7 separate regions of the Sus scrofa genome follow, and regions 1, 3, 4, 5, 6 and 7 are each linked to region 2. Evidence: chromatin contacts called from public HiChIP or PLAC-seq data. All regions are on one chromosome and are shown on one strand. Each heading gives the region's core, a stretch centred on a gene start, on an enhancer-like site or on the middle of the called end of the contact. The rest is flanking DNA. Distances are from core to core; before and after follow the strand shown.

Region 1 (3,548 bases), core at 75-2,574, 300 kb before region 2:
AGTACTGCAGCCCCAGCTGACAGTGCTTGAGGTAACGCCACCCGCAATCTCATTTAATCTGCGCAAGCGTCCTGTAAATGTAGGCCCAGTTAATCCATTCAACAGGTCCTTGAGTGTCTACTTGGTGATGGAGCTGGGAGGATGCTGTGCACAAGAAAACAGCTGAGGCCCCCGCCCCCTGCACTCATGCAGCTCACAGTGTAGCGGGGAGTTAGACATGGCAGAACCATAGGTGTGGTGAGTCAGCCAGGACTTAGGTTAGCTGCAGGATAGGGTGGGGTTCTCAGAAAGTGCTTCCAGAAGGAAAGGACACTTTGGCTGAGATAGAAATTGTGGGGAGGTGGGGAGTTCCCGTTCAGGCACAGTGGAAACGAATCTGGCTAGTATCCATATGGTTGCGGGTTTGATTCCTGGCCTTGCTCAGTGGGTTAAGGATCCAGTGTCGCTGTGAGCTATGGTGTAGGTCACAGATGCAGCTTGGATCTGGTGTTGCTGTGGTATAAGCTGGCAGCTGCAGCTCCGATTCCATATGCTGCTGGTGTGGTCCTTTAAAAAAGCAAAAAAAAAAAAAAATTGTGGGGAGGCGGCAGCCTTTGGCAGGAAAAAGTTGAGGTCCTGGACAGCCCTGTGTGCATCATCTTCTGTCCTGAGTGGATAGATAGGTGGACTTGTTCCTTCCCCAGGTAGATCATAAAACACCTGGAGGGCAGACTCCGTGACTAATTCATTCTGATGTCCTTCACTATACCCAGCATAAATCAGTCCCAATAAAAGTTACTTGGTGTGAGTTGGTACACGAGTGGGTGGAGAAAAGATGTGGAAGGCATTATACCTTGCCTGTGATGTTTCAGGGATGTCAGTCAAAAAATGTTCATTGATTGAATGTGTAGAGCATCTGTTAGGGGCTTTGAGATTTGGAAATAAAAACACACTCTAGCCCCTTTCTCTTTAAGAGGCTTGGAATCCAGTCCATAGAGTGAACAAAGTGGAACACCTGAGCAGCAGAGCAGGTTGAGCAAGCCAGGGCACAGTGTGTCCAGGGCACCCCTTCCCCCTGGGAGCCACGGACTTCCAAGGGGTCAGGCCCCGCTTGGGGTGGCCAGGGACGCCAGTGGCAGGTGGCAGCGGGGCGAGTGCGGAGGAAAGCAGCTGCACACCAGCAGCCAGCCCCGGCTGCAGAGGAGGACAGCTCGTGCAGGGGAGTTGCCGATTTGTCCTTTTCTCTAACGGTCTCATGTAGAAACTCGGGGTTTGGGTAAGTGATTCACAGTGCACGAGTCTTCTGTCCTCACACCCAGCCTCTCTCCTCACGTGGTATTTGTTCACGGTTGAAGAACTGAACAGCTCAGAGCACTGCTGGTTGCGTGTGACTTTCTGCACAGATCACAGTGAACCGTTCTTTCCCTGCCTCGGCTGCGTCCGCCTCGGCTGGCAGAGATTTGCAGACGTACCATCGTTAATAGCGACACATACGTTTACAAGCTTTACCTATTCAGCACCCCCCTACTCCGACTTCCCTCCCCCCAATTGGAAATCATAGCTTCTTTAATGTCCTACTGGCTGTGTGAAAAACAGGAATTTATGTAACAAGCCCTGCATAGCAAACCTTTTCCTGTTCGGAAAAAAAAAATTTTTTTTAATTGTTGGCAAAGTTAAGAGACAGCTCTGTTGCTCAAAGAGCGACCTGAAATGTCCTCTTAGGAAAGTATGTAGCATAATGTTTTGATAAGTAAGGGATTGCTGTGAGGCCTTTTTTTTGTTTTTGTTTTTTTGTCTTTTTGGTACGTCTAAGTGCTAATAAGTTAGTGTATGTCCCACCTGAGTTAGTGAATATACTTCCTGATCTTTGAAACGATTTCATGGGTGCAGATTCTGCGGTCTTGTTAGAGATGGCCCCTGGTTGCAGTTGCAGATGATCTGATGTAATTAAGTGTCTGTAGGGCAGCGCCAGCCCCTCCCCCAGGCAGTGCAGACAGACGGTCAGGAAGCCACTATCTAGGAAGATCTTCCCCTTTTATCATTAACTAAATGTGACAGGGACCGGAGTCAAACTTCCTTTCCTCCAGAGATCTCATCGAGGCTTATCTGTGAGTCTATTGTGTTCAAAGAACAAGATAGTCGGGATGGAATATTGTGCAAATGCCCAGACTTTCGGCTACAGAGCTTGTCACAGGCTCATTCCAGGTCTCTCCTGGGGCAGGCCTGCGGCTTTAAGGAGGACTGCAGAACTTGGTTTGCTAGTGTTGGCCGGCCCAGCAGAGGAGGCTGTGGTGTGTGCATGTGTGTAAGAACAACCTTCCCATAGGGTCTGGGGAATGTTCCTGGGGTCGAAATAGGACATGAGAGGAATGTAGTGTTCAGCCTTTTTTAGGGATTCTCGTATGTACCTGAAGACCTCAAAGCTGGTCTAGAGTTCGGGATGAGATCTGTAAGTGGGAAGGGAAGAGGAGAATCAGAATCTTGGCAACAGAAGCGAACCCTCACTGCCATCCACTTCCGCACCGGCCTAGCATCCCTCCCGAAGCCCCCATTCAGGGTCAAGGCTGACCCACACTCATCCGGGCCCTGGCAGAAGGGCTTGTCACATAGCTGCTGTGTTGCAATCCTTGGTGGAATGTAGTACAGAGGGTCAGAGGGCGTGGATTTCTCAGCCTTGACTGTCCGGCCTCACTCTGACTTTTGCGTTGCCTTTGAGAAAGTAAGATTCCCCCCCGCCATTTTTTGTTTTCTGTCTTCTTTTAATAAGAATTGTGAGCTCATGGTTTGTGTTGGCCCAACCTGTCCTGCTGTGCAGAGGCTTTGTTCCGGTGCAGTGATAGGCACACAGCATCTGCATCCCACAGTGATGGATGAGGATGTGGGCGTTGTGGCTGCATCCCTGGCTGACCACACATCCAGCCAGAGCCTTTTCGTGGTCTGGGAGAGGGGTTCCACAGGGGTCCAGGGGCTCGGTCAGCTGAGCACTGCATCCACTTGGCAGAGGAAGCTGGGGAAGTCTGGGGGTTACACGCAGAGCCCTGCTCTGGGTGTCTAGGGCGTCCAGAACCCACTCCTGGACTTGGGATCAGGGCCCTGATGACAGAGACTGCAGAGTGAGCAGATAGTGAGAGTCTGTGCTGCAGGCAGAGAGCAATCAGAGTCACCTCCTCCTCCTCAGGAGCCCCCGCTTCCTTGTCCACATGTCCCAGAGGCTCTCCAGATGCTGTCAGTTGCCCGTGTGGCCAGTGGGGCATTGAATTTGGGCTTCCTTGTTTGAAGCATGGTTCCACTGCTTCTGTTGGAGCTTGTGACTCTCTGGCCCCACTCCCCCCACAGTGTGTTTGGAGTTGTGGGTTTGTGTTTGTAATACCTCTAAGCTCCTGCCCACACCCCAGTGAGTAGGAGTAGGGGATGGGGCCCAGACTGGGCGGTACCTTGTGCCCCCACGACGGGATCTAATACCTTCTTGGTGACTGCGTACCATGTTCCGCACACCGCTGAGTACTTGACCTACTTCGCGTCTGATCCGTAGAACACCCCCAAAGGCACGTGGGGGCCGAGCAGTTTCT
Region 2 (3,489 bases), core at 291-2,790:
TTAGGGTCAGAATCAGCCAGTGCTACCCTGGAGCAGACAGAAAAACAAAACAGTTTTTTTGGAAATGAGGGCTTTGCTCTGGGGGTTATGGTATGGGCATGAGCATGGTCTTGAAGCATTTGTTAAGACTGATGTCTAGTCAGAGCAAAAGATGCTAAGCATTTGATTCCAGACATTGGTCTTTCCCTCTCCACACCAGAGAGACAAAGAACTGGAAGATGAGGTGCACATCTGACATACTCCGGATTTGTTATAGGTGAGAAAGGATCAAACCCTGTCCGTCAGCTCTCTGTCCAGCTGATGTGATGCCAACTAGAAATCAGCCAGAACATGCAGTCTGAGGAGAGAGATTAGAAAACAACTCTCTTTGGCTTTGAGTGGAGATTTGAAAAATAGAAAAGTATTTAAAATATGACTGACTTTTTTCAAGTTAGATATTAATTTGTTTAGCTAAGATGTCACTGTGCTATAACCTGAAGACATGAAAATAACATGGGTTTCATACTTGAGGAGCCCACAAGCTAATGGGTAAGATGAATGTGCAAATAAACAATTCAGTTAGTATGTCTATAAGAGGGTGGCAGTGAGAACAATGACCTTTTTAAAGGAATGGGGAAGGTTTCTTGGAGCAGGTGATGCTGGAGGATACAAAAGCTAGTTTTGGTCATTGGAAAAGCAAGATTATTCAAGACAGAGGAGGTAGTGTAAACAAAAGCACAGGGACATGAAAGTTAGGGATGATTAGTTAAAATGGCCAGTGATTCATAAAATATGGGTAAAAATCCAAATTAAGATGGAGATTACTCATGAAAATAAAGAGAATTTCTGAAAGATGTTTCTGTACTCAAAAGGTCAGCACTCTGAAGAGCACAGCTGTAGAGCAATGTGTCTTCAAAGTTGAATGTGCATAGAATTTGAGTTGGAATCTCACTAAAATGCAGGTGCTGATTTAGTAGGTTTGAGTGGGGCTAGAGGTTGTGATTTCTAACGGGCTCCCAGGTGATGCTGATGGTGCTGGCTTGCAGAGCACTCTGCAGATATGAATAGCGAGTGAGAGAAGGCCAGTGATAAGCCTAGCAGGTTGGTGTGTGTATGTGTGTGTGTATGCGTGCGTGCGTGCGTGCGTGCGTGCGTGCGTGTGTGCGTGTGTGTGTGTGTGTGTGTGTGTGTGTGTGTGTGTGTGTTTGCGCATGCGCACACTTGCAAGATGTGAAGCCAGTCATCAGTAGGCAGCAACCGAAGTTTGTCAGCAGAGCGGTGACAAGATCACATCTGTGTCTAGTGACAGGGTGAAGAATAGCTGCGAGTGGGTGGGACAGGGCATAGGGTGGGAGGCGGCTCCAAGAGTCTAGGGACCGATTTTGGAGCCTAAACGTTACCAGTGGCAGCAGGAAGAGAGAGGATAGGGCTGGTTCAGGAGACATGTAGGAGGTGAGACAGACAGGGCATGCCGATTGACAGGGCAGGAGGAGGAGGAGAGGATCAGTCGCAGAAGGGTCTGTCACGAAGAAGGAAGTTGGGGGCCGTCATGATGACGTATCTAGTGCAGGAAGGGGAAGTGGTCAGATCTGGGTGAAAGGAGCCGAGAGGTCATCCACGCAGGGCTTCTCAGAAGGCGGTTACGAACCAGCCCAGGGTCTAGGAGAGCTGGATTCAGTCCTGAGAGGTACAGTGCTAAGAGAAGGGAGCCAAGGAGTGGATGAAGGAGTCCATACAGGATGGCCCGGGGGTAGGAGAAGAAGAGCAGACAGTCATCAGAGCGAGTAGAAGCCAGGGGTTCAAGACACAAGTCATATCAATGCCCAACACTGCAGAATGGCCGCATAAGGGTGAGGGAGAATTAGCATTTAAGTGTTTCAGATGACAATGGGGCGGCGGCTCCAAAAGCCCTGTGGATGCAGGGCCATCTGTTAAGAGGTCAGGAAAGTGTGGTAGACAGAATGATGGTTCCCCAAAGAGGTACCAGCCCTAATCCCGGGAACCGTACCTCACATGGCAGAGACTTGGCAGCTGTGACCTAAGGTATGGACCCTGAGCTGGGGAGGTTATCCAGACGAGGGGAGATTAGCCAGACTCTAGTCACCTGAGTCCTTTTAAGTGGAAGAGGAGGCGGAAGGGTGGCCGGAGAGAGAGGGCCTGACCCTTTCATCCCCTATTGCTGGGTGTGAAGGTGGAGGACGGGAGCCATGAGCCAGGGACAGCGATGGCCTCTGGAAGCCAGAAACAGTTCTGGTTTCCAGCTGTGAAGCAAATGGAGCTCTTGGTCTCACCACTGCCAGGAATCCTGCCGACAACCTGAACAGGGAAGATACGGATTTTCTGCTAGAGCCCCCGGGATAGAACGCAGCCTGCCCACACCTTGACGTTGGTCTGCTGAGACCCATCCCAGACTTCTGACCCACAAAACTACAAGATGAAGAGATGGATGGTGTTTTAGCAGCTGTTTTTTGGTCATTTGTTACAGCGGCAATAGGAACCCAATATGGGGGTTCACATCTAGAGTTATAGCAAAAATGAAAAAGCCAGCTACTCTCCCAAGATGTTTGAAGGTTAAAAGCATGAGATTATGGGAGTTCCTATTGTGGTGCAGTGGTAATGAACTGGAGTAATATCCATGAGGACGTGGGTTTGATCCCTGACCTCACTCAGTGGGTTAAGGATCTGGCATTGCCATGAGCTGAGGTGTAGGTTGCAGACAGGGCTTGGATCTCACATTGCTGTGGCTGTGGTGCAGGCCGGCAGCTTTGTTCCGAGCCTGGGAACGTCCATATGCCATGAGTATGGCTCTAAGAAGCAAAAACAAAAAAAACGAAAAAAAAAAAAAAAAAAAACACAAAACCATGAGATTTTGAAGCTTGGAAATGTGTTGATGGGGCAAATTTTGGAGTCACCTTTTCTTTCGAGTAAGAGGGCAGATGGTTTGAGTCAGAGTCATCCGCAGGCCCTTGACACTGCATCCTTCTAGCACCTCACTGGATGGAGTGGATTGAGGTGAAAGATCACCATGTTTGCTCAGGGACTACCGTCCATCCTGGCCCTGCTTTGGACTTTTTATTTATTTATGCATGACTTCATTTTCAGAGCAGTTTTAGGTTCACAGCCAAACTGAATAGAGGGCCCACAGGTTCCCTGTTATGCCCCTGCCCCCGACGTGACAGCTTGCAACATCCTGCTCCAGAGTGGCTCATTTTTACACTCCATGGCCCTACCTTGATGCTGCGTTATCACTGTAAGTCCACTGTCCATTGTTTATGTTAGGATTTGCTCTTGGTCTACTTCATTTTTTCAACTAAAAATAGGAAGATCCCACCAGCAACCTCTTGGTAAATTGGTTCCCTGCTGTCATCACTGCCTAGCCTGTTGGAGCCCAAGCCCTGGCCTAATAGCAGAGGGCACATGTCCTCCAGGGTACCCTTAATTTTTGCTGCTCTGTCTCCTTCCACGTCTCCCATTCAGCAGCCCGGCTATTACAGTAAGAGCTTAATGTGT
Region 3 (3,379 bases), core at 211-2,710, 340 kb before region 2:
ACCTCTTGATAACTGCAGTGTAGACTGTGTATCCTTCTGCCTTTTCATCCACGCTGGCATCTTGCCGTCCTTGCCTAGCACCAGGATGACACTGTGCTGAAGGCCTCTGGCCCAGCTCTATTACAGAGAGCATGAAGGAAGAAAAATGGGCTAAGCCTAGGAGAGTTTAAAAAAAAAAAATTATCTGGCACCAAGCTAATTATGAGATAATTGAGAGTTATAGGGGTCATCTCTGCACATTAATTAGCATGTCCACACATGCACATACATATACAGTATCACTCTTCAGATTTTCCAGAGGATGGGCTTGTAGGAACAAGCAACATTCATCTCTTCTTATACATTTAATGTGTTAATATTAGTGCTTCTTGGGTGGCAAGTCTTTTTTTCTTTTTAATGGAAATGACACAGTTCAGGTTAATTCTGTCACATTCAACATAAATCAAGCATTTAGAAAAATGCCGTGTCCCTCCCTGTCTTTACCCCCATTTGGCGCTCAAGTGTTAAGGGTATGCCTTGGTGGTAACACCAGCATTTGCACAAGCAGCTCTCCTGGTCATTTCACCAACACCCACATGAACTGAGACTCTCCTTGCCCTTTGTGAAATACCCTTCCTGGTTGGCTGTGGCTCCCTGGCTGCTTTGTGTTTCCCTCTAGTACACCAGATTAGTTGTATTTTTCTTGGAACACGTTTGCGCTTTTTCAGACATGTTTGTGCAGTTGTGCTATTTTCTCAATAAAAAATTAATTTAAATATTAAATAAACCCATTAAATATGAAATAATTAGCTTTAGGAAAACTAAGGTGCACATTTTGGAAAGACTTAAATTGCTGATAAATTAGGTTTGCTTAGACCCTATAAAAGTTGAGTTGCCATGAAGAGGTTGGGTAGATTTCCTTCTCCTGATTAAAGAAATCAACATTGTAAATCTTGGTGATAATGCATGTGGGTTTATAAGAAAGACGGGACCTTGTCTCAGAGGAAGATTTTACCTTATCTCAAGCATGTTTACATGTATATATCTTAAGGTAAATGTTTAAGGCCTGTATATCAGTTTTTAAAAATTCTGTACTTTAAATTCCCTCTTTTTAAATTAATTGGCCAACTAGGATTTTGATCTGGTTTGAATTATATTGGGTAACAAATGTGTTTTAACATAATGGTCACTGGCATTAACAACATCAATCACCAAAAGCCATATCTAACCTACTTTGGGACACAACCAGTTTCTCTTCACTACCTTATATAGGAATGATAGATGTATCCTAAGCATGGGCTGGGAGAAGTCTGAAAGGCAGATAAAAAGCCTAGGCATAGTAAGAAGTTGAAGAGACTTGAAGGATTCTTGCCAAGGCCTTTGATTGAATCTGAGGAGATGGCCTTGACAGTGGTGTAGCTGTGGAGTGACTCGAGGCAGTGAGTTGGTGAGTGAGTGGGGTGTGTGGTATTCACATTCAGCCCTTACTCATCCCACACACAGTTGCCTCTAGACGGGGACCTTGACCTCTGTACCAGTTTTATGGTAGTGTGAGTAACATGCAGTAAGTTTTGCTTACTAAGTAGATGAGTTTGGTAGTACTGTTGTTTTTGGTTTTGTTTTGCATTTGGGCCATCTTTTTTTTTTTTTTTTTTTTTTAATGGCTATACCCATGGCAAATGAAAGTTCCCAGGCCAGGGATTGAGTCTGAGCTGCAGCTTTGACCAATGGCATAGTGGGAACTCCTGGGTCTTTACTTGTGTCCACTAAAAAGGATAGGTTGTTAATCTACTGCCAAATCTCTCGCGCAAGTCCTGAGAAAGCCCTAAAATGATTGGCAGTTAGTGGCCAGGTGTGGTGTGTTAGGGGCTGTGTAAACCATACCTGCTAGATAGAATGCAGTGTTGGGATGACATTAAAACAATGTGTTTTTTTTCCCCCCAGTCCAAATGATTTTGGGTAAAAAAACATAAGCATTAAAAAAGCACTATTAGCAATTGAAGATTAATATCTCTTCACTGGTGTTTGAAAGAATCTTTTATATTGCTTGTATGAATTTCCTTTTCTGTTATATTTAACATGTACCTTGGTTATGCATCTTCCTCCATTCTCTGTATTTAATCCCCAAGGAATCTGTATTAATGAATTTTATGCTTTGAGCTTCCCTTTTTTTCTTGTCCTCAAAAGTGATACTGGGAGAAGAAGGAAGGCTCTTCAAATTTCCTTTGAAAGCTTTTATTTATCTTATACACCTATTCCTTTTGAAAATTTCTCTGTGTACAGCAGGCTTTTTTTGCAAATGATTAATTTAAATACCAGAGATACATGGAGATTCACTGTCCCCCTGGTTGTTCCTCTCCCTGTTCCTTGGCTCAGATTCACCTTCAGAAAGTCAGGGAGAGGAAACATAATCTGCCTACACTTAAGGCAGAGGTTGGTTATTTAATTTGTGGTCAGTTAAAAAAAGTTTAAAAAGCTATTTAATTTGTTCTTACCATGATGGAACTAAAAATAAAGAGAAAACCAGAATACTTGTCTTTTTGCTAAAGGCTTATGTGAATTTTTCTGTGTGCTCTGAAAGCTGTGTATATATAATTTATTAATAATAATATATGTACCTCTATAGAATTCCAATTACCGTATTTTTAAATCGCTAGTATTTAAAAAATGTAGATGTCTTCTACTGGTATTTTAGATTATGTAACAGGTCTGAATTGAGTATCTTGATACTTCCGTTTCAAAATATTTTTCTTTTTTCTTTTTTTCTTTGTTGTTTTGTTTTTTTGGCCACACTCATGGCATGTGGAGTTCCAGGCTAGGGATCAAATCTGTGCCATAGCAGTGATCCCAGTGGCTGCAGTGACAACGCTGGATCCCTTAAACAGCTGTGCCACTAGAGAACTCCAAGAATAACATCTTGAAAATGTGTGCCAAAAAGTGAGAAAAAAAGGCCATTCATCCACTGAGAATTTTAATGGGAATTTTAAGATCATATTTTAGTGGAGTATCAATGTTTAGTGTATTGGGCAGTTCAGAAGATTGATTTGTTCAGATTTGCTTGGAGACTTGATGAAGACTAATTTGACTTTAAATTTGTATTTATCATTTTAAAAACATGATCATTAAAGAAAATTTGAAAACTAAGGAGAAGAGCCAAAACTTAATGTTTTGGTGATGCTTCCATTCTCTTTTATATGCATTATTAAAAAAAATCACTGCTTGAGGCTATGCATAAACTTGCCAACTTGCTTTTGATTAATAGAGTAAGTTCAACAGGGAATAGTGTAAAATATCATTGGCAGCATAACTGCAAGTGAGTTGAGCAGATTAAAATTAGCTTGAAGTCATAAATCCTTCCTTTCATATTATCTGTTGTCATCATTTATTTATATATATTTAT
Region 4 (3,503 bases), core at 67-2,566, 280 kb after region 2:
GTCTGTTCCTTGCCATGTGTGTTCACTAAAGATTCTTTGACTTTACCTTGTGTTCAACTAATGTCCTGACAGAAATTTCCTTGAATGCTTGGAGCTGAAATGGACAAACCAAAAAACACAGAAAGAAAGAGACAGTGATGGAGGGGGGAAAGAGAGAGAGGGAGAGGGAGAGAGAGAGAGGGAGGGAGAGAGAGAGAGGGAGGGAGAGAGGGAGAGGGGGAGAGAGGGAGAGAGGGAGAGAGAGACCAACTTTGTGCTGGGGTACTTCTTCCACTTAGTGAGGTCTAGGGATCGGCCTTACATGAAAGTGTAAGGTCTTGGGTTTTTTCTTCTGAGAATATGTCCTACCCAGTTATGCATGTGGCTTTCTAGATTCCCCTGTATAAACGGCTGCTTTTGGATGTCCTCATTCCCAAAGAGTCTCATCCAAACTTTCTCTTCTGAACCTTCGATGTCTATTGTGTATCTCCAGTGAGCATCTGTTGGCCCAGGTTTCTGTGGGTGTGCAGGGTGTGTCCCCTTGTAGACTGTATGAGCAGAGCCTACAGTTTCCCTGCACGTGTTCTGAGTTATAAGAGAAAAACAGTGGGTCGGATCCTCAGGTATCCACGCCAATGTGTACAGATGTACACAACAATTTGCAAACAAGGTCTGCGCTCTCCCTTTGGTTTAGGGAGTGAAACTGGGAACTGAGTTGCCACACTCAAGACTAAGACTCTTTTCATTCAGGCAAGTGTGGGTTTGGGTTTTTGTTTCTTTGTTGATGATTTTATGAAGGAACCTGGAGCTGGAGCCTCCTAGCCCACCACTTTGCCGATGTCCCACCATTATTTGAGGTGAACTGATCACATAACTGAAAACTGCACTGAGCTGGTTCTCTTTCCTTTGCCGTCCAGACCCACCCTCCATCCTTTTCTGTCCTGGCCTGTGGCTGGCAGGCTGACCTGAACAGGCCACATCAGTGGGTTCTCAGCCCCGCAGGGAGGAGAGGGAGGCTGTGCATTTAGTTCTTCCCCTGCGGTGAACACAGATTGGCCACATCCTTCCAGCAGATGTCACGGCTCTTCTCTGGTGACCCCTCCCTGTGGCCGCGCACGGAGATCTGGAAATGGAACGTTTTCTTTCAGAGCAGGCGATAACAAAGGGCTCACCAGTCAGTCACCATCACCTGCTGTTTTAGCCCCGAGGTCCTTCACCTTCCTTTGTACATGTCCCTCAGTCTTTCCACAACTTTGTAAATCACTCTTGTGTTAACAGCCCTCACTCACTCAGTTTGAGTGCCATCTGTTTCCTGCTGGAACTCTAACACACTGCACTTTGGCTGCTATTTCTCTTTCGGAGAAATGCTTCTCGTTTTGGTAAAATGTGCTCAGATACCAAGAGATTCCAGACGCTACTCTGGGTCAAAAGACAGGAATTCACTTTCCTGAATTTTGCAATATTTATCAGGATGACACTCAGCTTGGGGTTCAGAGAATGTCTCTTATGAAACCTGTAGCCTTGGCCCTGTAATCTGAAATGTGAACAAATGCATGGCTCGTTTCCTACGAGTGGGTGAAGACTGTCCTCCTTTCATGGACGGGCAGGGCAGCGCAGCACTCCCCCGTGCCAGTGACCTCTCCCACAGGGACCTGCCTGCCCCAGGTGAGAAGATGGGTGCCCGGGGAGATGGCTAGCGTCTCCTGGGTCTGGAGAATAGCTACTAAGGGGTGAGATCAGATATGCTCATTGTTCCTTCTCTAATTCGCCTCCCTTGCTGTGGACAGTCTTCTGAAGCAGAGACCTGATGAGACCCATTTCATGTGCCAGCCACGGCCTTTGACCACAAGACAGAGTGACAAATAGCCCATGGCTGGTCACCCTCCCAGCGCCCCTGGATAATATACTATGGAAGCTGCTTTCAGTCATAGAACCATTTCCATCCCAGCTCTCCAGGTAGCCAACTCTTATCCTATTGTCATTCAAGGTAAACATATTTTCCAACCTCGTCCTGTAAGATAAAATATGCTCCATTTTGAAAACCACAGCATGGCACAATCTGGTCCCAATCTTCCATTCTAGTAGCTGGGCACTTTTCCTCTTTTGTGCCCTGCATTCAGCCTTTTGCACGGGTGTCTGAAATATTTGTTAGACTAATATTGATACAATCTTATGAAATAAAGTTCTCTTTAAACACACACATCCAACATTTAAATCCGAGCCAAATGTATTGAGAATATTGTAGTAACACCAGGTAGATTTGTACATTAGCTTGAAGCATTTGCCCATACATTTATTGGTATGCATTGCAAGAGTAGACGAGGCTTATCAGGCAGAAAGTTGGGAAGTATATTCTGTATAGAGCAAAACTGCATGTTCAAGCCCAGTGGGCTTTGAATTGTCTCTTTCATGCAGATGACACTGATGACACTGGCCTTCTCACAGCAGAGTGGCCAACACATTCAGACGTGAGGTCAAATTTTTTCTTAGTTCAGCTCTCCAGACTGTGGCTGATTGTTTCTGAGACAAGTCCCAGAACCAAAAACAAAGTCCTGCTCTTCTCCCAAGCTGTCTCAGTTTTACCTCTCCTTGGCAAAGCCAATTACATCATTGATCTGCTGACCTTTTTTTTAGGTGTAAGTCTATTAATGCCATTTTACTGATTTTACATTAGAATTTCAACTTCAGTTTCTTAAACAGAGAGTGAAACAAAAACAGTATCTTTCATGAGTGTTTGAAAATTTGAAAATTCTAAATATTCAAAGAAGAGAAATCTGTTCCGAATACAGAACCGTAGACAATGACTTATCAGTGCAAAGGAGAGGGCAGCAAGTTGCTCGGCCAGCCAATCTCCTTCCACCAGTTCCCACTGGGAGATGGCTCTGTGCCAGGACTGGGCTGAAAGCTGGGTGAGGCCGGAGGTCAGAGGACGCCCTGACTCCCAGAGCACACAGGCATGTGGGGGAGAAGGTGTGCACTCATTGTTGTAGCCCAATTATTCATTTTAAATTAACTAAAATCTCTTTAGATGATATTTCCGAGCTCTCCTGTGCTGAGCACTTACTACGTGATGGGAAATCATTGTTGTAGCCTGGATGACGTCATTGAAATCCCAGGAAATTCTAGGAAGTGGGTCTTACTCCTTTACTCATTCAGAAATGAGGAAATCAGAATTACCTTCCTGGATCAGTGCTAATGAACCTGACTAGTATCCATGAGGGCACGGGTTCCATCCTTGGCCCCGCTCAGTGGATCTGGCACTGGCGTGAGCTGTAGTGTAGGTCACAGATGCGTCTTGGATCCCAAGTTGCTGTGGTGTAGGCTACAGCTCCTATTTGACCCCTAGCCAGGGAACTTCCACATGCCACAGGCGTGTCCCTAAAAAGACAAAGAAAAGAGGTGAGGAAACTGAAGCTCGGAAAGTATGGGTAACGTGCAGGTCGATGAGCTAACAAACCCCCTGCTCACAAGGAGCCAGAAACTCATTATGGGAGGTATACTTTTAGACAGACAAACTTTGGAAA
Region 5 (3,631 bases), core at 995-3,494, 360 kb before region 2:
TTCTCTTGGCTTGGATATATACCTAGGAGTGAAATAGCTGAGTCACTTGGTAACTCAATAGTTTAGTCTTTTGAGGAACTGCCAAACTTTTCTAAAGTGGCTACATCATTTTATAGTTCTATCAGGAGGGTGTGAAGATCTAATTTCTCTAAGTCCTTGTCAGCACTTGTTACTCTCTGTTTTATTTTAGCCATCCTAGTGGATATGAAGTGATATTCATTGTGGACTTATTTTCCATTTTTATGATGGCTAATGATGTTGAGCATTTGCATATCTTTTTGGGGAAATAACTATTGAGATCCTGTACCCATTTTTAAGTTATGTTATTTATGTTTGAGCTCTTTGTATAGTCTAGATACAAATCCCTTATATATATGATTTGCGAATAATTTCTCCCATTTTGTGGGATGCCTCTTCACTTTCTTGGTGGTGGTGTGGTATTTTTTCTTCTCCTTTTAAAAATTGTGAAATAACGTGAAAATTTACCATCCTCATCATTTTTAAGTGTGTAGTGCAGGGGCTTTATGTACTGTCACATTGTTGCACGACCATCACTATCAGCCAGCTCAAGAATTCTTTTCATGCTGCAAAATGAAAACTCTTGATGATTAAACAATAACTCCTTACACCCTCCCACCCTCGGTCCCTGGCAACCATCATTCTACTCTCTATCTCTGAACTTCACTACTCTAGGTAGCTCATGAGAAGATGCATACAATACTTGTCCTTTTGTGATTGGCTTTTTCCCACTTAACATAATGTTTCAAACAGATATTGTTGCCCATAACAGAATTTCCTTCCTTTTAAAAGCTGACTCATATTCCCTTCCATGTCTGTACCGTAAGTGGACCCTTGAATTGTTCTCGTTTTAGCTATTGTGAATAATACTGCTGTGAACTTGAATGTAGAAACTGGTGGTGTTCTTGAAAGTAAACAGACTTTTAATTTTGAAGACAATTTACCTCTGTTTTTCTGTTGCTTGTGTTTTTGTTGTTGTGTCTAAAAATCCATTGCCTAATCCTAGGTCACCAAGATTTACACTTACTTTCTGAGCGTTTAATAGTGTTAGTTCTTAAACTTAACTCTTGATCTCTTTTGAGTTAATTTTGGTATATAGGGTGAGGTCACATTCATATTTTATGGCAAGGTGGCTCTAAACTTATCCCCCAGTTGTTGGGTCTACTTTGGTTATGCTGTGAGGCTGGAGCATAAAAAGTTTTGGCAAGGAGCCCTTCACCACAGTGAAGGGCTATCACTCCCACCTCCAATAGGGCCCCAAGCCCAGCCACTCTCAGCCCTGTAGGACATGGGACTGAGAACTCCAGAGGAAAGATTTGGCAATAATTATTTTTACATCCTCTTCACATTTCTTTACTCATCATAAGGCTCCATTCTTTCTCACTTGTCCACCCCCACAACATAATTTGTGTTAGGCGGAAAATCCCCCCACAGTCAGGAAGCCTCTGGGACTCAGCAGTCACACCTGTGTGGAGGCAGAGCCCCTTCTGTTCTTCTGTCCTCCTTCTGAAGCAGCTCCAGCAAGGGGTGGGGGAGGCCTGGAGGGCGTCTTGCTGGTGTACCTCCAGGCAACTCCCCTTCACATGTAAAAGATTGGAAAGAAAATGACAGGGTGCCGTTGCCAGAGCATGTAGTCTTCACAGTACTTCATGGGATAAATAGATTGTGTTAGGCCCTTTTACTTGTTTACCAGACCAACCATTAAATGACAAGTCTTTCCTGGTTTTTCTGCTGTTGACCAGTGTTTCTTTTTTCCTTGACGAATAATTTTGCTCTTCAGTAGGAGCAAAGACAAAACTGGCTCAGGCTGTTTTGAAGGATTCCCCTGGCTTGCATGTGTTTAAACGACATGCAGATTTTCTATATAATCAGCATCAGTTCCCCATGCTGTTGAAATTAACAGTACTTGAATTCCTAGAACAAAGGGCCTAGCATTTTGGTGGGGTTCCAGATTTAGCTAATTACATTTTTAAACCTCCTTCCCTTATTTTTTGGAGGTAGAATGGTAGAAGATAGTATCAGTGTTTTTAAAGTGGTGTCTTAGTAAGTTAAAAATGGGATGTGACTAAAAGTTCTTATCACACCCTCTGTTGATGAGCTTGTGTGCTGAGCCTGAGAAAAGCCTGAACCCAGCTACTTGTTCTTTCTGGAGGCTTCCTGACCACCGGTTCCCATCTGCATTCTAGGTCCTCTGGTTTCAGAATGATGCATACTCACTCCCCAAGCACTCATTTAATCACCCTGGGCCTATCATCTGTAGTTTCCTCTTACAGAACTCAGTGCCCCACAAGGGCTTGGGGAGCCGGATGACCACAGCAAAACTGGATCTGTGGTCTCCTCCCGGGTTTTTGCCAAGCCCCACAACCAGTGTGTGAAAAGAGGGCCGCTGGTGTGTGGGCCCCACGTCCAGCCACTTCATACGTCCACCATTTATTGGTTGGGCTCTTTCAGTGATTACAGTCTAATTACTGACGTCCAGTACATTACTGAATTCAGATATTGAACGCTTGGCATGTGCAAGGTGGACCCAGAAAGATGAGGAAGTTGGCATAGGTGTACCTTATTCACAAGGGACACTCGAGATGAACCTGGTGGAGCATAGGGGGCCTCACAGAGCATCTCAGTAGTACTGCATCATTTTGGGGGAGAGGAGAGTCTGTTTCAGAGAATGTGATTCAGAGAAAATTTTGAGAAGAATGTCAAACCTGCAGGACTTAAATGGTTGGAGGCAATGACACCCAAACACTGTTTTGTGTTATTTCAGTTTACAAAGTGCTCTCATACCTTGCCACCTCACTCAACTTGAACCTCAGCCACCTTGCCAGTTCCCGTCTGGGTCGAGTCTGTGGGTGGCTGTAATCCTCATTTCAAGGTGAGGAGCTGGGCTGCCACCTGAGCATGTGACTGGATACAGCTGGGATTGAGTCCTGTGAGTCCAGATTCTGTCGTCCCTTCTCCGGGAGGTAGTAGCAGAATGAGCAAAAAAAGAGGAAGAACGACAAGCTCAGATAGTTCAGTGAGTTCATCTGGACGGTGGGAGGGGGAGGGTAAAGGGTGCAGAAGAGGCCCACAGGGGTACAAGGTGTGTTGATTTTTTTTTTTTTGTCTTTTTTCCATTTCTTGGGCTGCTCCCGCGGCATATGGAGGTTCCAGGCTGGGGGTCTAATCGGAGCCGTAGCCACCAGCTTACGCCAGAGCCACAGCAACGCGGGATCCGAGCCGTGTCTGCGACCTACACCACAGCTCACGGCAACGCCGGGTCCTCAACCCACTGAGCAAGGGCAGGGATCGAACCCGCAACCTCATGGTTCCTAGTTGGATTCGTTAACCACTGCGCCACCACGGGAACTCCCTACAAGGTGTGTTGAGACGGTTGTGTGAGAGCCCACGAAGACTGAAACCCTCAAAGGGCTGTGAATGTATGTTTTTAAGAAACTGCTGTATTGTTGTGTAACTGACATACACAGACTGTTCTCATTTGTGTGCTGTGCAATGGACTTTGACACATGCGTGCACTTGGGAAGCATTTCCACAGTCAAGATAATGAGCATCCCTATCCCTGACGTTTCCTCATGTCCTTCAGGAGGCTTTAAAAAATAGGAAAAAAAATTTA
Region 6 (3,548 bases), core at 694-3,193, 340 kb after region 2:
AATCTGAGTTTCCATTTGGTCCATTTCCATCAAACAGAGCATAGTGTGGACAAAGGCTGATGACAAAACCATCTGGCCATGTTTCTACAAGCCAGGGCGCCAGGCAGTTTTCCGAGACCTCATTACCTCCCACACCTGGAATGCTTCCAGAAGCACAAGGTCCTGCACAGGGCACGAGATGATGATGATGGTCCCTGGGGTGGCCTGACCTTAAGCAAGTGTCAACATTCAAAGACAATGTTGCTGATGGTGCAATTTCCTGCTCTGAATGTTCCACATTCCTGAGCCCTCCCAGTGAGGGTTAAGAGAAAGATGCATACAGAACCACGGACTGAGCACCAGGCGCTGGGGGACCTGTGAGGATGGAGAGGGCAACTAGGCACTCTGCTTACAGCTGCTTATTGTAGAGTGGTGACAGCTGTCACACAGGGAAAGCTTTAAGCATGGCACTTTGAGAAATTCCCACTCCATAATATCTTTTTTCAACACCTCTGTCCTGAGTGCCTGAAATTCCACAAAGAAGCACTGCTGTATACCAACTCCACTCATTAAATAAAATTATAAATATATGTATATAGATGGATAGATAATACTAAATAAAAGAGTGAATTATTTTAAAAGGGCAGAAGTATAGAAGTCAGTGTCAGATATCTGTTCTAAACCTAAGTCTCTTAATAATTCTGCGCCACCAGGCAAGTTTACTTAATCTACAGCTTGTTTCCTCACCTGTAAATTGAGGCTACTGATTCTCATTTCATGGGGTTTTTGTGAGAATTAAACACACACACATACTCCATCTGATACTGAATCCAGTTAAATGCTAAAGCATCCAGTTAAATGTTTCACTAACATCAGTTTCCTCCTACTCTTTCCTACCTAATTAACCCCATCTTCTTGGCAGGCAATGCAAAAGCACTTTGCTATAACCAAACCTGACCCCCCGGAGCTGGCCCTTTGTGTAGTGACCACCATGTCCTTTTGTTCATTCCACTCCCCTGACCTTTGACCCAGTCTACTCACTACAGTTCACAGCGTGGTGAGCCAATCTCACAGTGAAAAGAGACATTTCCTACCTTTGGGAAAAAAAAAAAAAGAATGGGCAGAGAACCAGCAGACTTGTGGTGCCTTCCATTTCCCATCAGTAAATTTCCCAAAATACTTTCCAGTAAGCAGTCTCTAGGGGCTCATAATGTGATTAATAATATTAAGTGTCTTAGTCACTTTTAGCTTTTCAGATGAAATAGTGTCTTTAGAAGGTCCCGTCGGTGAATTATGAATGCGAGGCTGTGAGATCTGTCTTCCTTTTCACAGGTAGGCTAGACGCTCAAAGGGGTGACAGGCATCAGCTGGTTATTCAACGAGAAAACGTTCTGCTTGAATCCAGCAAAGAACGAGCCATGCTGCTGTGGGTAAAATCGAGCAACATCTCCAGAATCTGCAGACCTCAATCAGAAGGGCCAAAGCAAGCGGCCACCACAGAGTGGCTCTTCCTGGGGATGCTTTAAAGCACGAGTCTCAGCTTCATGTTTGAAATTCCGCTGCTGTAAAGCTGAATTTCACGAGTGCAAGCTGGAAAGCTGAATTTCACGAGTGCAAGCTGGAGTATGATTTTCTCTCTGCAAAACCTGTTTCAACACCACTCACCCCATGTGGGGTGGTCACTTACTAGCGAAGTGACTCCTAAATTGTCTGGTCCTAACAACTGCGCCTCTGGCCTCTACTCCACCCACTGCGGCCAGGGCCACACGCCCCTTTTCAGGCTTCCACTATCCTTCACTCCGAGTCGAATGAATCAGAACAGGCAGAGCCAGGGTTCCGGCTGCCCCCTTTATCTGCCTCCACATTTCTTCCTCTGCCTATTCCTGCCACTGCAGAGGTCTGCACCCGCTTCCTGGAATCTTGGAGGGGACAACTTCTCCCTTTAGCACAGCTTCTGAGCCCAGTTGTTTGGGGGAACTGACTTCCTCCTCTCTTCTCACTTCCTTTGCTCAGCTGCTTGCCCTCCCCCCACCGTGAGGGGTCTCTCCTCCAGGCTCTGGGCTTTCGATGCTCCTCTGCTTCCTGCTGTCACAGGGTTTCCTGGAGCCTGGGGTGTACGCAGAAAGGAGGCCCTGCTGGGCTCCCTCCTGACCGCACCTCATAGGGATCACCCCCTCTGTACAGTGCATCGTATTTACATCCCAGGGTATGGAGGTGGCCCCGGGTTTGATGTACCATTTCCCTCATTCCCCAAAGCTGAGCAAAGCGGTAAATCCTTCATCCTCTGAGTACTCTAGCCTCTACCCATTTCCTGCTTTGACTTGAGGTGGTCTTTCTACTTCAATCCCTAAGTGGATAGATTAGTTCAAATTAAGGATGAGCTAATAGCTAGAAAAATGTTGCATGAGGCAGATTCTGCCAGTTGAAATCTCTTCTCAGTACCCTAAATATTTATTACAAAAATCATTTGAAAAGGATTGGTAGCTCTACTTGAATTAGGGTAAGTTCTTTAATCCTTTTTGATTCTGACAGAGATATTTAAGTAGACACTCATCAATTTAAAATGTGTATGATATATATGAAAAAAAAAACTCCTTAGTAGTCACTAGAAAATGATCATAGAGATAAGTCCACTTTAAATCTGGAAAAGTAACACTGACTAGTGAAGACCCATAATAAAATACTATATTCTCACATGCTCCTAACACCAGGAAATCCAGTCCCATTACTTCCTGACACCCTGCCTCCTGTCCGTCTCCCTACCAGATACCATGATACAGCCCCAAAGTCCCAGATGTTACTTCTAGAATCTGAAAGCAGTTCCTAGCTTTCCAGACTTCCCACAGGAGCAGGGACTCAGATGCATCCCTCAAGGTCACCTTCAGTGCTACTGGAACACAACCACGATTCCACCAAGCAGTCCAAAGACATCCTCGGTTGGCCGTGCAGCGGCCATGAAGCTGAAGCATATTGCAGTTGGCCAGGACCAAAGCTGAGGGCCTGAAACTGGGCCTTCACTCCAGTTCCTACCCAACCCATGGCAGTTCCTCTATCTTGGCTCCAAAGCAACACTCCTCCTTCAACAGCCAGCTCAGGGTAGGAACCAGCTCCAAAGTTTCTCTCTTTTTACCCTCCTGGGGAGTTTATTTGGGAGGACAGTGCTGCATCTGAGCCAGTCTTTGCAGGTGAGGTCAGGTGCGCTGTACTCTGACCTAAGCAGACTGGTGCTTACAGGTATCTGCTAAGAGTTCCATGAATATAAGTAAGCTCCCAGTCCACCATGAAGGTAATGTCAACTTGTCCAGGCACAGCCTTCTCATTACCCCTTCTTTTTTTTTTTCTGTCTTTTTGCTATTTCTTGGGCCGCTCCCGCGGCATATGGAGTTTCCCAGGCTAGGGGTCTAATCGGAGCTGTAGCTGCCAGCCTACGCCAGAGCCACAGCAACGCAGGATCCGAGCCATGTCTGCAACCTACACCACAGCTCACGGCAACGCCGGATCGTTAACCCACTGAGCAAGGGCAGGGACCGAACCCGCAACCTCATGGTTCCTAGTCGGATTCGTTAACC
Region 7 (3,376 bases), core at 236-2,735, 410 kb after region 2:
ATGCCATGCTTAAAACTTATCTTTTGTAAGCCATTATATTTTCTTATTTTCTTACAACTTTCATTTTAACTTTATAGGGAAAAAACTGTATAAGAACCTACTAGGTTTTTCTGAGTGAAAATAAAATAAAATAAATGGATAGCTATTTCGGATAAATAAATTAAGATTTTTCCTTCCCAGCATGAACAAAAATAAACTTTAAGTACATTAAATATTTGATATCAAAGTGAAATGACAGGAGTTCTCCTGTGGTACAACAGCTTAAAGATCTGGCATTGTCACTGCAGTAGCTTGGGTTGCTACGGTGGTGCAGATTTGATCCTTGGCCATGGGAACCTCCACATGCCACTAGCCTCCACTAAAAAAAAAAGTGAATCTACACAAAGACCTCAGAACGCATATTTAAATGAATTTATTAAATAATCTAACATTTTCCCACTGACAGATGCTAACTTTAGCATATCTTAAATTCTGAACATATTTTCTTATTGTTGAAAAGTTTTTGAAGTATGGCATGCTCTCAAAGGAGAAATAATAAAGAAAAAAAGTTAGATATTACTACATAAACATGAAAGGCGGTACGTAAGAAAATACTACAGGCAAAATTAAAAGGTAAAAGATGACGCGGAGAAGGGATTTGTAATACACTCATAATGCATTAAAAAAAAAAAGTCAGAAAATAAGATATAACCTAGTAGGAAAATGGCAAAGGACATGAAAAAATAATTCTCAAACAGCCAATAAACATATTTTTAAAGGCTCATTTTTGCTAGAAGCACCACAATCTATATTGGAAAAAAACCAATCATGGTGCTTTGTGCTAATCATATTGGCAAAGACATTTTAAAATGCTTATTATTCAACTCGGAGAAATTTGGCCATTCTAATAGGAGCTAGTATGGTAGATCTGAGAACAGAGGTGAAAGGAAACTAACCATGAGGGGCTGTGCGTGGACGTGCAGGACTCCCAGACACCACAGAGGCGTCGTAGATGTTGGAGACCGCGCCTTAGTGGCTCTAGACCTCATTTCCCTTAGCAGTGAACAACAATCACAGCATAAAAGAGAAATTAAAAACTCAAATTAATCCGGGGTGGTTTTGCATAGTGAGTGTAATAGCAAGATGATGACAGACCACGGGTGAGAAGCAAATGAAGTGAACCAGTCATTCATGTAACTGGTATTTACTGAGTCCCCTGTGAGCTGGCATTCAGGAAATGAAAGCATTTTGAAGTGCACAGGGTGGGGGTACTAAATACCGTCACAATGCTGTGCAAGCAGGATCCACCACAATTCTTTTCATCTTGAACACCGCAGCTCTGCAGCCACACAATAGAAACGCCCCATCCCTCCACTTCCCAGTCCTGACGACCACCCTTTTTCCTGTCTTCCTCTGCCATTTGGACTCTTCTAAGTACCTTGTGAGGTGGAGTCATACAGTATTCGTCATTTTGCGATTGGCTTATTTTGTAATAGCCTCAAGGTTCATTCATACTGTAGCGTATGTCAGAATTTCCTTCCTCTTTAAGGCTGAGTAACTTTCCACCTTACATATATACCACATTTTGTTTATCCATTAATCCTTCGAGGGACAATGGGCTGCTTCCACATTTCAGCCATTGTGAATAACGCTGCTTCAAACAAAGCTGTACAAATATGTCCTTGAGGTCCTGCTTTCAGTTCTTTCAGATATACACCCAGAAGGAGAATAGCTCGGTCATAATTTTACCCTTAAAATTTTGAGGAATCATCATACTTCTCCACAGCAACTGTAATATTGTACAATCCCAGCAACAGTGCACAAGGGTTCCAATTTCTCCACGTTCTTCCCAACATTTGCCATTTTCTGCTGTTTTCATACTAGCCAACCTAATGGGCGTCTTATTACAATTGTGATTTGCACCTTCCTAATGAGAAGTGATGTTGATCATCTTTTCACGTGCTTATCCGCCGTTTCTGCATCTTCTTTGAAGAAATAACCTATTCGAGCTTTGTCCATTTTTTTAATCAAGCCAGAAGTTTTTGTTAAGTTTAAAAGTTCTCTATGTATTCTTGACATTAATCTCTTATTAGATATGTGACTTGCAAATATTTTCTCCCATTCTGCATGTTGCCTTTTTACTCCACTGATGGCATCTTTTAATCACAAAATCTTTTAATTTTGATCAAATCCAATTTGTCTACTTTTTCTTTCCTTTTTTTTTTTTTTTTTTTTTTTTGTCTTTTTGCCATTTCTTGGGCCGCTCCTGCGGCATATGGAGGTTCCCAGGCTAGGGGTCTAATCAGAGCTGGAGCTACCAGCCTACACCAGAGCCACAGCCATGCGGGATCTGAGCCGCGTCTGCAACCCACACCACAGCTCACGGCAACACCGAATCCTTAACCCACTGAGCAAGGCCAGGGATCGAGCCCGCAACCTCATGGTTCCTAGTCGGATTCGTTAACCACTGCGCCATGACAGGAACTCCTACTTTTTCATTTATCATTTGTGCTTTTGGTGTCATATCCAAGAAATTACTAGATCCAACATTGCGAAGCTTCTGTCCTAGGTTTTAAGAGTTTGATAACTTACATTTACATTCAGGCCTCTGATCCATTTTGAGCTGGTTTTTACATGAAGTGTTAGATAATGATCCAACTTCATCCTTTGCATATGGATATCCAGTTTTCCTAGCACCATTTGTTGAGGAAGACTGTCCTTTCCCTTCTGAATGGTCTTGAAACTCTTGTGAAAAATCATCTGACCATACATGCAAGGGTTTATTCCTGGGCTGTCTATTCTACCCCATTGCTCTCTAGTCTGTCTTTATTCCAGTGCCAACTGTTTACCATGCGGTGTAGTAAGTATGAAATCAGGAATTTCAGTCCTCCAAGCTTTCTTCTTTGCCATGATTGTTTTAGCTATTTAGGTGAACTCAGGGATGCAAAAACTGACCAGGTACTCTGGATTGGATTGCTACTGACTGTTCCACACTATACTAAGAACCTTTGTCTAATACAACAAAGTGAGTAGATAGAGCAGCCTAATTTTTAAAAAAAATTTAAAAAGTCAGAATGGTGACTGTGATACATCCTTGAAAAACCTGCATCCTTAATAATCAAACAAAACTAAAGAAGGATTTGATTACTGTAAACCCATTCTTAAACGTCCTGTCAAGTTACTGCTGAACAACCTACTGTTCATTTTCACAAACATTAGCTCTCGGAATTCCCCGTCGTGGCACAGCAGAAATGAATCCGACTAGGAACCGTGAGGTTGTGGGTTTGATCCCTGGCCTCGCTCAGTGGGTTAAGGATCTGGCATTGCTGTAAGCTGTGGTGTAGGTCACAGACGTGGCTTGGATCCTGCGTTGCTGTGGCTCCGATTTGATCCCTAG

Evidence for each region. HiChIP or PLAC-seq counts read pairs in DNA pulled down with a chosen protein or histone mark.
Region 1: a contact with region 2 is called in an H3K27ac HiChIP or PLAC-seq map of alveolar macrophages. The contact joins two enhancer-like sites. A contact is called at or near these places in 2 of 47 Hi-C or Micro-C datasets (fibroblasts and liver) and 1 of 2 datasets of contacts at active chromatin or transcription factors (alveolar macrophages).
Region 3: a contact with region 2 is called in an H3K27ac HiChIP or PLAC-seq map of alveolar macrophages. The contact joins two enhancer-like sites. A contact is called at or near these places in 2 of 2 datasets of contacts at active chromatin or transcription factors (alveolar macrophages and skeletal muscle).
Region 4: a contact with region 2 is called in an H3K27ac HiChIP or PLAC-seq map of alveolar macrophages. The contact joins two enhancer-like sites. A contact is called at or near these places in 1 of 47 Hi-C or Micro-C datasets (embryonic fibroblasts) and 1 of 2 datasets of contacts at active chromatin or transcription factors (alveolar macrophages).
Region 5: an H3K27ac HiChIP or PLAC-seq map of alveolar macrophages shows a contact between it and region 2. The contact joins two enhancer-like sites. A contact is called at or near these places in 1 of 47 Hi-C or Micro-C datasets (embryonic fibroblasts) and 2 of 2 datasets of contacts at active chromatin or transcription factors (alveolar macrophages and skeletal muscle).
Region 6: an H3K27ac HiChIP or PLAC-seq map of alveolar macrophages shows a contact between it and region 2. The contact joins two enhancer-like sites.
Region 7: an H3K27ac HiChIP or PLAC-seq map of alveolar macrophages shows a contact between it and region 2. The contact joins two enhancer-like sites. A contact is called at or near these places in 1 of 47 Hi-C or Micro-C datasets (embryonic fibroblasts) and 1 of 2 datasets of contacts at active chromatin or transcription factors (alveolar macrophages).

The regions. Positions count from the first base shown.
Region 1 is chr11:15,323,332-15,326,879 of Sscrofa11.1, reverse strand. All of the region lies in intron 1 of FOXO1 (forkhead box protein O1), which reads left to right. Among named protein-coding and RNA genes, the nearest start is that of FOXO1, 85 kb to the left of the region's middle. Within about 2 kb of position 1,324, at least 31 of the 83 cell types and tissues checked have an H3K27ac peak or open chromatin away from gene starts, as enhancers often do. A contact at or near this core is called in alveolar macrophages and liver, where this site is marked.
Region 2 is chr11:15,018,867-15,022,355 of Sscrofa11.1, reverse strand. No RefSeq gene overlaps it. Among named protein-coding and RNA genes, the nearest start is that of FOXO1, 390 kb to the left of the region's middle. Within about 2 kb of position 1,540, at least 24 of the 83 cell types and tissues checked have an H3K27ac peak or open chromatin away from gene starts, as enhancers often do. A contact at or near this core is called in alveolar macrophages and liver, where this site is marked.
Region 3 is chr11:15,358,317-15,361,695 of Sscrofa11.1, reverse strand. The region is part of intron 1 of FOXO1 (forkhead box protein O1); the gene reads left to right. Among named protein-coding and RNA genes, the nearest start is that of FOXO1, 50 kb to the left of the region's middle. Within about 2 kb of position 1,460, at least 12 of the 83 cell types and tissues checked have an H3K27ac peak or open chromatin away from gene starts, as enhancers often do. A contact at or near this core is called in alveolar macrophages, where this site is marked.
Region 4 is chr11:14,743,399-14,746,901 of Sscrofa11.1, reverse strand. The region is part of intron 5 of LOC102159588 (a long non-coding RNA gene); the gene reads left to right. Among named protein-coding and RNA genes, the nearest start is that of COG6, 170 kb to the right of the region's middle. Within about 2 kb of position 1,316, at least 18 of the 83 cell types and tissues checked have an H3K27ac peak or open chromatin away from gene starts, as enhancers often do. A contact at or near this core is called in alveolar macrophages, where this site is marked.
Region 5 is chr11:15,381,499-15,385,129 of Sscrofa11.1, reverse strand. All of the region lies in intron 1 of FOXO1 (forkhead box protein O1), which reads left to right. Among named protein-coding and RNA genes, the nearest start is that of FOXO1, 27 kb to the left of the region's middle. Within about 2 kb of position 2,244, at least 8 of the 83 cell types and tissues checked have an H3K27ac peak or open chromatin away from gene starts, as enhancers often do. A contact at or near this core is called in alveolar macrophages, where this site is marked.
Region 6 is chr11:14,679,231-14,682,778 of Sscrofa11.1, reverse strand. All of the region lies in intron 17 of COG6 (conserved oligomeric Golgi complex subunit 6), which reads right to left. Among named protein-coding and RNA genes, the nearest start is that of COG6, 100 kb to the right of the region's middle. Within about 2 kb of position 1,943, at least 12 of the 83 cell types and tissues checked have an H3K27ac peak or open chromatin away from gene starts, as enhancers often do. A contact at or near this core is called in alveolar macrophages, where this site is marked.
Region 7 is chr11:14,612,315-14,615,690 of Sscrofa11.1, reverse strand. The region is part of intron 12 of COG6 (conserved oligomeric Golgi complex subunit 6); the gene reads right to left. Among named protein-coding and RNA genes, the nearest start is that of COG6, 38 kb to the right of the region's middle. Within about 2 kb of position 1,485, at least 4 of the 83 cell types and tissues checked have an H3K27ac peak or open chromatin away from gene starts, as enhancers often do. A contact at or near this core is called in alveolar macrophages, where this site is marked.